3 separate regions of the Mus musculus genome follow, and all the other regions are linked to region 3. Evidence: chromatin contacts called from public Hi-C data. All regions are on one chromosome and are shown on one strand. The core of a region is the stretch at or near the end of the contact, and the rest is flanking DNA. Distances in the headings are between cores, read along the strand shown.

What was found. A called contact is a pair of places that touch in the nucleus more often than the background predicts.
Region 1: a Hi-C map of cerebellum shows a contact between it and region 3, with 4 times the contacts expected there. The contact joins two enhancer-like sites. A contact is called at or near these places in 7 of 484 Hi-C or Micro-C datasets (cerebellar granule neurons, cerebellum, cerebral cortex and 3 more), 1 of 115 datasets of contacts at active chromatin or transcription factors (embryonic midbrain) and 1 of 9 other capture datasets (embryonic tail).
Region 2: a contact with region 3 is called in a Hi-C map of cerebellar granule neurons, with 2.4 times the contacts expected there. The contact joins two enhancer-like sites. A contact is called at or near these places in 2 of 484 Hi-C or Micro-C datasets (cerebellar granule neurons and cerebellum).

The regions. Positions count from the first base shown.
Region 1 is chr12:89,816,997-89,820,397 of GRCm38.p6, reverse strand. The region is part of intron 14 of Nrxn3 (neurexin III); the gene reads right to left. Among named protein-coding and RNA genes, the nearest start is that of Gm40538, 590 kb to the left of the region's middle. Within about 2 kb of position 2,082, at least 7 of the 459 cell types and tissues checked have an H3K27ac peak or open chromatin away from gene starts, as enhancers often do. A contact at or near this core is called in cerebellar granule neurons and cerebellum, where this site is marked.
Region 2 is chr12:90,565,287-90,568,652 of GRCm38.p6, reverse strand. No RefSeq gene overlaps it. Among named protein-coding and RNA genes, the nearest start is that of Gm40538, 160 kb to the right of the region's middle. Within about 2 kb of position 2,107, at least 5 of the 459 cell types and tissues checked have an H3K27ac peak or open chromatin away from gene starts, as enhancers often do. A contact at or near this core is called in cerebellar granule neurons and cerebellum, where this site is marked.
Region 3 is chr12:90,140,854-90,144,243 of GRCm38.p6, reverse strand. All of the region lies in intron 15 of Nrxn3 (neurexin III), which reads right to left. Among named protein-coding and RNA genes, the nearest start is that of Gm40538, 270 kb to the left of the region's middle. Within about 2 kb of position 2,018, at least 27 of the 459 cell types and tissues checked have an H3K27ac peak or open chromatin away from gene starts, as enhancers often do. A contact at or near this core is called in cerebellar granule neurons and cerebellum, where this site is marked.

The sequences.
Region 1 (3,401 bases), core at 833-3,332, 320 kb after region 3:
ATATCAAGTTGGACTTCAGGCTTTCTAGCATAACAGTGTGCTTCTCTTTACATTGGCTCTTTCTGAGGGGAAAAGGGAAAACCTGGCTGGTGGCTTTGGCAAAATTATCTGACAATTAAGAAAATAGGCCTATAGCACAATGGCATACCCGTGGAATTCAGACAGGTCTAACACACAGGTGAGATGCATGTCTGAAAGATGCAGGAGTCTGAGATCATTCAGTGCTCATGATAAATAGTACTGGGAGAGCTTGCCTCCCAGTGGTACTGAGGGAGCACCCCCATAATGTGAGGAGATGAAACAGAAGAGAATGTTTCCTCCAGCTACAGAATTAAATCACAGTAGCAGTGCATCCCACTATAGGAGGAAAGAATAGGAAAAGTTAGAAGATCAAGAACCTTGCGGAAAGGTTAGAAGTTAAAGGAACAACTATAAACAGGCCGCCAGGTTCACAGAACTGGCGAGAAAGAAAACTTGCAATGAACTCTCCGATTCTACAGTGTTCTCCCCATGAGAACTCTGTCTTTAAATCAAGACTAGAAAGTATCTGTTCTATGACCCCGGATCTCTAAAATGTAAAATTACAAAGGAAAAACAGCATTAAAATAAGTTTTCCCTTTCCATATCTGAAGACAGTTGACCTAAAAACAAAAGTTATTTCCTACTCTAAAGTATAGGTTTGTCAAATTATTTTTTTTTTAGTTTACCTCCTAATGCATATCAAACATAGGAATGTTTGGCCTCAGAATCTTCTCAGAGCCTTCATCACTTTTATTATCCAAGATCTCTGAGCTTCTGCATGTCTTGTTACAATTTGTTAACTATGGTTAGAACTTATCCAATATGGATCTCTGCCTAAAGGGATAGCTGTAGGTCACATCCCAGTTTGATTTCTGTATGCTTATGGAGGTGTTCTCATCTACATTTTCCCCAAAATTAGTGCACAAATGAAGTAGTTCTTCAGAGGCCAACAGTGTTGCCATAGCGAAATAAGGAGAAAGCAGGAATACAGCATCTTCAACCTGCCTGTGGGTGGGCAAGCAAACCTAGGTCCATGAGAGAAGGTGGCCCTGACATTATTGTATTTCTTATAAAATGTGCCACCCATGTGAGTCATGTGGACCACGTATATAATTTAATCTTCTGGGAAATTTTGTGCATAAAGCAGACAAGTCATACTATCAACTATTGAGGTTTAAAGATACATGCCTCTCAGCCAGGCAAAAAAAGAAACAAAGGCTGATTCACAATACATTCAACTCTAAATTTTGTCCTTGATTTACCTCACCCATTCCTAATGTCCCAGCATCCATTTGAACTCCATTACCAGTCAACATTGAGACCTTTATTAACACATGCTTTCATGGCTCATTTTAAAAAGAAGTATCTGAAGTGGGGGAACCTAGAAGGAGAGAAGGAAGGGAGAGGAGAGAAGGGAGGAAGAGGAGGAGGAATAGGGGAGGAAGGAAGGATAGAGGAAGGGAAGAAAATTATTTTCCAAAAGAATTGAACACCTTGCTTCCAATTTATAGCAACTTTACAATGAACAATATGTTGTCTTAGTCATTTCACTAGAGCCTCTTGACTGATAAAGTAGACAGGATATATATAACATTTATATCTAGAAATAAGTTTCATATAAAATCCAACTGGAAAATCATTAAAAATGATACTTTTTAAAGTATTTTTTGCTGCCAAAATATGTAGTATTTGTATGTAGTTAATCTGTTTTCCTCAATTAAAGGTGAAAAGTGAAGCACTAGCAGTGTGTGTGTGTGTGTGTGTGTGTGTGTGTGTGTGTGTGTGTGTGTTTGTGTGTGTTGGGAGGGTGGCAAGAAATTAGCCATAGGTCTTAAAGAAGTCAGTGAGGAGAGGTCTGAGGATATAGCTTGGAAGGGCAACAGGTCTGGCTGAGAAAGCCTTGGAATGTTCACATTAGACTATGCACAGAGCCTGTGTCTGCAGTCAGACAGAGTTAGTCCTATGCACATCAGTGTCTGGACTCAGGCCCAGAAGCTCAGCCAAGAAGGCAAACAGAAGTTGAGTAAACCTGCTGTCTTTGTTTTCGCCATTTATGTAAATAGGACTTTTCTTTTCGAGGCACCATCCTAGGATTTGGTAAATTGCTGTCAGTGTCACCTAGGGTTTACTTGTCTACTCTGAACTCACTGAACACACAGTACAGGTAGAGTGATGACTAGTCCCCACCCTGGAGATGTCAAAATTACACTGTGTCCACAAAATGGGTATATGGAAGCTCCACTCAACAGGAACTCAGAATGCTGCCATTTGGAGTTAGAGCCTGTAAAGAGATGACAAAAATACAACAAAGTTGTTGGGTGGACCTAATGTAGCTGAATGGGTCTTTAGAGAAGGAGGTTGAGGGGAAGCAATTCTGCCTGTGATGGTGCACACAGAGAAAAGACAAGATGGCAACTCAGTAGGGAAATGACCATATGTAAACCAGAGACAGCTCCCCAGAGACTAAGCCTGCTTCCATTCTGATCTTCAACCCTTAGCCTTCAGAGCTGAGCTAGAAGGAAACAAATATGGAAGGGAAGCTCATGGGTTACCTTCAGAGATGTGTGTCTCTCCAAGGCTATCCAGGGTCCCAGAGATATCTGAAATCCTGATAAATCAGCTCTAAACTACAGAATAGAATGTGGTACCTCTGAAATTTTGATATCGAGGAGTAAAGTCTCACTGCTGGATTCTATGAACTAGTAGTTAGAAACAGTCTTTTCCTCTCAGCCCTGAAGGCAATTGTTAAGCATTTCTCATCTCTTCTGCCTGTAACAGTGCAGCCCCCCTCCCCCACCTCTACCCTATCTGGTGGTGGCGGCAATAACATTAGCAGTCCTGAAAAGATTTATCCTCTGATATTATAATCTTCCCCTACCATCTTTCAAGAGCAGGCAAATCTCCAAGCCCACCACTTACCAGCAAGCACATTTTACAGACAGAAAACAATGCATGCCGAGGATAGAGGAGAAACCAATTTAATTAATTCATCACCAAGGCCAACGACGTATAAATCTTATCGTTTTATCTGTCAACCAACACTCTGAATTATTCAGTGTTCCCGATCTCAAGAAGGAAGGCAGAGAGAAAGTGGTGAGAGAGCAGCTGCACAGCGCCATAATGTGCTCAGCAGAGGAGCCCAGAGTGAGCCTAATGCTGGGCAAACTTTAGAGGCTAGGCCCTGAAAGGATCTCGTGGCAGAGTGTCATTCAAGACTCCCTGGTTCCTCTGCCACCAGTGAGGCCACTACCACATCTGCTTAGGATGGTTTGGAAAAGAATATAAAACCTGTATGGAAATGAAAATTAATGGGATGAAAACCAGTACACTGTACCTATTTCTATGCTCTGCCCAGCTAAACCACCCAGCACTTTCACAGC
Region 2 (3,366 bases), core at 858-3,357, 420 kb before region 3:
ACTTTTTTGTCAGTTATTGTTGGTTGTTTTTAAAAATTATTAGTCATCTCATACAAGCAAATCCCAGCCACCCTGAAGAAAAGAAGCAGTTTGTGATGACATCTCTAATGTTTAGAACACCTATTTTAATGAAAAGGAAAACTATGTTGACATTTTTATTGTCTCCTAAAAAAGACAATGTAAGGGTTGTTTGTTTGTTTTTCCATCTTCTTTTTAATTCACTATATTCTTTTCTGTAATTATCTTTTTTTACACCTCTGACAATGTGGCATAGAGAACACATATGTTGGAACACTGCTAATTAAGATTCCGATTTCATTGTTTACTGAATGTATGACTTTGAGGCATTCCCATAGGCTCATGACGCCTCAGTTGCAAAGTCTGTCATTGGAACATATTAAGGAAATCAAGGTGCCCAGGAGTTAATTTATATCTTTCTTCTTCTTTCTCACTGTACTTAACTATGCTCTCATGTCAGCTGTGTAGACCTCTTTTTCTTCCACATACTCAATGTTGATTAAAATCCCAGTCATCATTTGAGTTCAACACTTTCATCTATGGCTCCTCCCATCAATGCCCATTACAAATAATTATTTTACCTCTCTGTGCTCCAACCGCATGCACATTGAACATCCAATTACAGCGAAACATGAAAGTCACATGACTCGGTTAATCATTTGAACCCCTCCAATGCAAACTTCTTGGCAGAGGGACCATTGTGTTTTCTATACTCTTCAAGTAGCAACAGCAAGAAATCTGAACATTTCAGAAAACTATGTAAATCAAGTAAAGGATTCTCCATCACAGCTTGGGTGTGGTCCATATCACTAGGTGTTCACACAGGGTATTCATGATGTAACATTAAAAATGACTGTGAAAAAAATCAAGTTAGGCCTCAAACAATACTGGATAAAAAGAGTTAAAACCACATATGATATATATCTCCAAGATATTCCCGAAAACAATTCTGACCATAAACACAGTCTGCCTTGTGTGTTACCTTTAAAGGGAAATGTGAAACATGTTCTCTTTGTATTCGTTCTGACAGCTTTTCTCTTTGGTAAGCTACACTAGCCTCTTGAGGTGCTGCATTCTATTATACCTGGAACATAACACATGTATAATGAATATTTAACAAAATTAAAATTGAAATTGGATAAATGGAAATAAAACGGCAAGATGAATAAGGCAAGGAGAAGTCAGCAGGGATCTTGGAATGTGGTGGGCTCTTTGAGCAGCGACAGTCAATCTTTATTAAACACTTTCCACATGTTGTTACATTTAATCCTAGGTCCTGTCTGATGAGAACAGTTAGGACTTGCATCTTGCAAAAAAAGAGAAGAAACCAAGGTTGAGGGTAAATTTGAGTCATTTGCCTGAGGTTACCCCTGAGGCAAGAGACAGAGACAGCACTAACTGTCACCTTAAATTGCATCTAGATTGAAGGAGACTCTCCTACATCAGTTTCCAAAAGCTCTCTCTGCACCTTCATCTCCCTGCACAGTAGACAGGAGAGTTCTTCCTGTACAATGACATGACAATCAGCAATAGTTATTTTCTGTGTTCATTAAAGTAAATTAAGGAATGAAGACACTGGCCTATTGAAGCTTAACAATCAGTCCGGATGGGACACAATTACTCTCTTCACAAATGTAAGAAAAATAAATCAGTTTCCATAGGAATAAGCCACGTCCAAAGGCATGGATAGGACCCTGCTTAGGTTTGCCTGGCTTTGCCTGGCTCCCTTTGTTCTCAATAGAAAAAGCTTGGGAAGAATCCGTGAAGATCTTGCTCTATTTCCCCATGAAATCAAGTGGTTCTTTTCTTAAACACAACCTTCTCCCCACTTCCATTTTTTTTTTTTTCATAATTGACACACGTCAATGCTTAAAAGCAGGGAGACCTCAACAATGAATGTTTTTGACAATGACATTTCTAGTGGAATTGGCATGGTATTCAGCTTCCCATGACATCAGAACAGGTACAGAGAGTATTCCTTGCGAAGGGAACTAGGAGTGTCTTGCCCAGAGAAAGACATGAGAAGACTAAGAGAACCTGAACCTTTTGAAAATAACTTGTTAGACAGAGGGTTTTTTGCCCAGGAAATCGTTGGCCTGGGCTGCTCTCTAGTGGTAGGCAGTGTTCACTGTCAGAATTTCTTGTACAAAGGCTCCAAGCTGAGAGGCAAGAAGAAAAAAAAAATTCAAGCTTTTCTTGGACACCAGCAGATGAGCTACAAATGAATGTGTGTGTGTGTGTGTGTGTGTGTGTGTGTGTGTGTGTGTGTGTGTGTGCGCGCGCGCATGCACATGCATAGACACACATACACATACACACACAAACATGTAAATACATTGGCACATACCTGAGGCAAAGCACAGGGTGACAACTTTTAGGAAGAAATGAGAACAGAGGAAGAAGGATAGTGTCTTTTGTAGGATCTAGAGAAAAGTTGGAGGGGGTAAAAAGACTCTTTGTGAAGCCTCAGATATGAATCTGCTATGTGTTCATATTCCATAGGCATTGAGAGTAACCACAGGGAAGATGAATCTTCCTCATTGATGACTACTTGAAAACCAGTTTAAAAGCCCAGTGTGTGTGTGTGTGTGTGTGTGTGTGTGTGCATACCAGTTTATGTGTATTTTGGGGTACATGATCCATGTGCATGTGGTCAGGAGTAACTTTCAGGAGTTGGTTATTTCCTTCTACCATGTGGGTCCTTGGGAAGGGACTCAGGTCATCAAACTCAGTAACCAGTGCCTTTACCTGCTGAGCCACCTAACCAGCCCCCATCTACTTTTAGGTAACAGTCATTTTTATATCATAGGTATGTTGAATAAAGAGCTTCTCATGTTGCTTGTACATCCCTATAGGTAATGCAGAAGAAGAGAGAAGATGTCCATCTTGTGCTGACACTGTCTCTCTTTCTGTGAGGCCATCACTTCTCTGTCTTGGTCCTGATTTTTTCCTAGACTATGTGCATAATTTAACTTAAATTTTGAATTACATACACATTTCAATCAAAGATAAAACTAAAACGAGTTTAGGATTTTTCACTGTGTGGGCACCCTAGTTTATACCTTTTTGTGTGCACATAATAATTTTCTGTGAAAAATTATGTGGCATATTTGCTGTTCTGGGTCTTAGTTAATGTGTCTATAAAATTTTGACATCAATGTATGGAGTTTGCAAGACTGATTGATAATCTTTCTTTTTACTTCTGCTATACCCTGAGCCTTTTGATTCACCAGAGATTCATGAGAAAAAAAAAAAAAAAGAACAAATGTCCTGGGTTATGTTAGATAGCAGCTGAAGCTTGGACAGCTAAACAGCAATTCATACACAGAGAGAAGCTCAAAATAGAAG
Region 3 (3,390 bases), core at 769-3,268:
TCTAAAGTCAGGACCTGAATGCCAGGGCTTGGTCACACACCTTTTGTCTCTGTATGGAGCAAAGAATAAAGTATTAAGTTACTTCTCGTCTTTGTCTCTTAATCCTTTGAACTTGGGAAGTTCAGGAAAAATAGTTCCTTGTAAACCGACATTCGTGACACAGAAAGAGTCTTGTCTGTTCGCTAAGCTTTTATTAGCCACCAACCAAACTGCCTTGCTTACACTAAAGTCAACAGTGTCTTCTAGAAATTGCCTGACCTTAGAAGTGTTCTTTTCACTAGAGGCCATTTGCCCCCTTGCTTCCAGTAAATTAGTGACTAGATTTATACCTGTTTTCTCTGTAGCAAAGTGATGTAGCTTGAACTTAGCCTACCTAAGAATGAATGGGCTATACAAAGTAGAATCAAAACTTTAAAAAGCTTCTTTGTGTTGGAAATGAACCCTAGATGCAGTTTTTGAAAAGTCTATATTTCACAGTATAAATATGTACATGTATATTTTCCAACAAGGCAAAAATCATTTCATAACAAAAATATGTTAAGTACTTTAGGTACTCCTTTCAAGACCTTACGAAATCTCTACAAGTGAATGGTATAAAAAAGGAAAAAAAAATCCAAATTGTGTGATCTTTTCAAAGGGAGCAGTTGCACAGAGGTGATGAGACCCACGGGGCTCCCACTTTGCCAGATTAAGAAACATTCTTGCTGGGTAGAGGTGAAATTAGTATGGACATTGGGAATGGCAAGAGTGCTCATTTCTCGTTTAGAAAAGCCTTCACTCTTAATTTATGCATGATATACATGTGCTTCTTTGCAAGAATCCAAAAGAAGAAAATGAATTCAGATATCATCAAACTGCCAAAAATAACTAAAGAGGAACAATATTTCCCATGCAATGCCACAAAGCACTGTGTTCCTACCAAGTCACAGACTGCTCCTCTGACATCATTAAGAGCAAAGCCCCCTGCCCTCTGAGGGAAAATATTGGTATGCATTTAAAAGTCTAAAAAAAGCACAATAAGCTACTTCATTTTAAACTTACTGGTGCATGTAAATTTCCCCCTTTATTAGATTAAACCATTGTTCTTTGCTCTCTTCTTATTTCTACTTCCTATACCACTAACAATTTACTGATGAATAAGCTCAGCAATATTTCTGTATGACAGATGAGCTTCTCTGACTGGCTGATTACTGCACAGACGGAAACCATTCCTAGGGAAGTCTTAGAAGTACCTCATTCATTCGAATTTCCTTAGGGCATGGGGTAGGATTTATTATCTGAAATGGAAGCCAAAAGGCAACAGGCCTCTATTCAAGGTCATACTGAAAGCAACAGCGTCTGATTCCTTGTCTGCAAATGTGCTTTCCTTAGCCACCCGTAAAATATATTCATGACCTCAGCTACTTCAAGTTATCCCAACTCTTCTGCAGAAAGCCACTTTCAATTTGATGCAAGTGGTTAGCCGTGCATTTGTTTTCTGTAGCAAAAATCAGTTCGTACGCTAGTAAGACTGATATTCCTATGTGTTCTTTGTCTGTGTATCTCCCCTTCATCGTTTCATTGAATTGATCATAATAGTCTTAAGGACAGTTTTGAAAAAAATTAGTCATGATACATATTTTCAAAAATCCCCAAAATAAACTCATGTTGGTATTTAATCACAATAGTAATTATTATTTCAGTTTTAAAAAGTCATTCCCTACTCCTGCCAATTTCACTAAAATTGGTGTTTATACAAGATCTGTAAATAAGTCAAATGCCTGTCTTCTACTGTTGTGCCTTTAGGAGCGTGTGCATATTCTGAGTGTGGGTAAAGCCGTTGTGGGCGAAGGTAGCACCTATGTAGGAGTAATCATATATGAGGCAAACCTGTGACACAGAGCCATATTACAGGGAGATGAGAGAAAGGCCACAGAAGGGTGAACTACCCACCTTGCCTGCTCTTCCCTTGGCAGTGCAGATCTAGCCACATAACTCTGTATTGATGTATAAGCAGAGAGCTTTCACAGTTCTTCCTTGAGATCATTCTGACAGCTCACCAGCTGTTTCCATGCTATTTTTTGCCATCGTGCCATGGCTAAGCCACAGTGTCTTCTCTGTTACTCTGCCAACAGCATTACTGCCTGCTGTTCTGTGCTCAGAGTCCGTTTTCCCAGTGAATCTCTACCATCTTGTCCCTTTCTCACTCCCCTGGCAGAGGAGTGAATTTCAGTCATGGACAGATAGTCCCTGGGGGAAACCTAGATGAAGGTGGTATGGAATGGCTACATAAAAACACACAGGTATATGCACAGATATGCTTATGTAGCAACAACCATGAATGGAAGCATACAGCCACTGATGTATTAACCAAAACCTTATCTTCATGCAATACTTTCTGACACTTGAAGCAACTGTCATAAGGCAGGAAGAACACAAATATTAGGAGTTAAATTCTAATTTTGATTTTCTGTTCTATATTTTTCTAGCTGGATAGTTCACTGTCAGTTTCCTCATTTTACAAATAAAAACTGTTTGTATAGGTAGTTTGCTGTGGGTTTTTTGTTTGTTTATTTATTTATTTATTTATTTATCTTTAACCAATGAATTCAAGAAACCAAAATGAAACCACAAAATGCCTAGGAAGAGAACCTGAACTCGAATCTTAAGTTCATGAACTTAAATTCTTCCTCATCTTAAAGACTGTCATCAAGGTAAGTGTGAGGTTTGCTTTACAAAGGGACTCAACAAGCATGACCATCTGGTTTCTAGACATTGTTAGAAGACTCTGACCAGAGAAAGGGAGGGTAGGCTAAGTATCAGGTCAGAAATATATTGTCTCCCGGAGATTCCACTTAACACAGAGTGAGGAACTATATAACCAGTAGAGAGGCATACCTTTGTAGAAACCAGAAGTAGATTTTCTGTACCTGGTCAGTTTTTTCAATACTAAGAGAAAATTAACTTTTGTTTCTGAAGCCAAAGAGTCCAAATAGGACAGGAACGATTGGCACACATTAGTCTTCTTTCATCTCTTTCCTGCCATTGTTGTTGAGTTTATAAATAACTGCCTTTGTTTGGCAGTTATTGGGAACCACCACTTTAACTGCAGGTGTCCTCATGAATGTATTGCTACGCTGCTCCTCCATCGCCACCAGCACTGTAAAACTGTTTAGACTACCACATTTATCACTTTCTGCCTCATGACTGTGGATACAGGGTGATAAACCACTTCAGTTTCCTGTTGCCATGATGAGTCTGCCATGATGGACTGTCCTCTCAAACTGAGTCAAAACCAACTCTTCTTCTCTGAAAAGAGAAAGCACTAAGCCTAAAAGAAGGTGTGTCTTTACAATATGGTGTGCCTTCTATAACTAAGTATGTACAAGACACACAAATACAAGTCAAAGG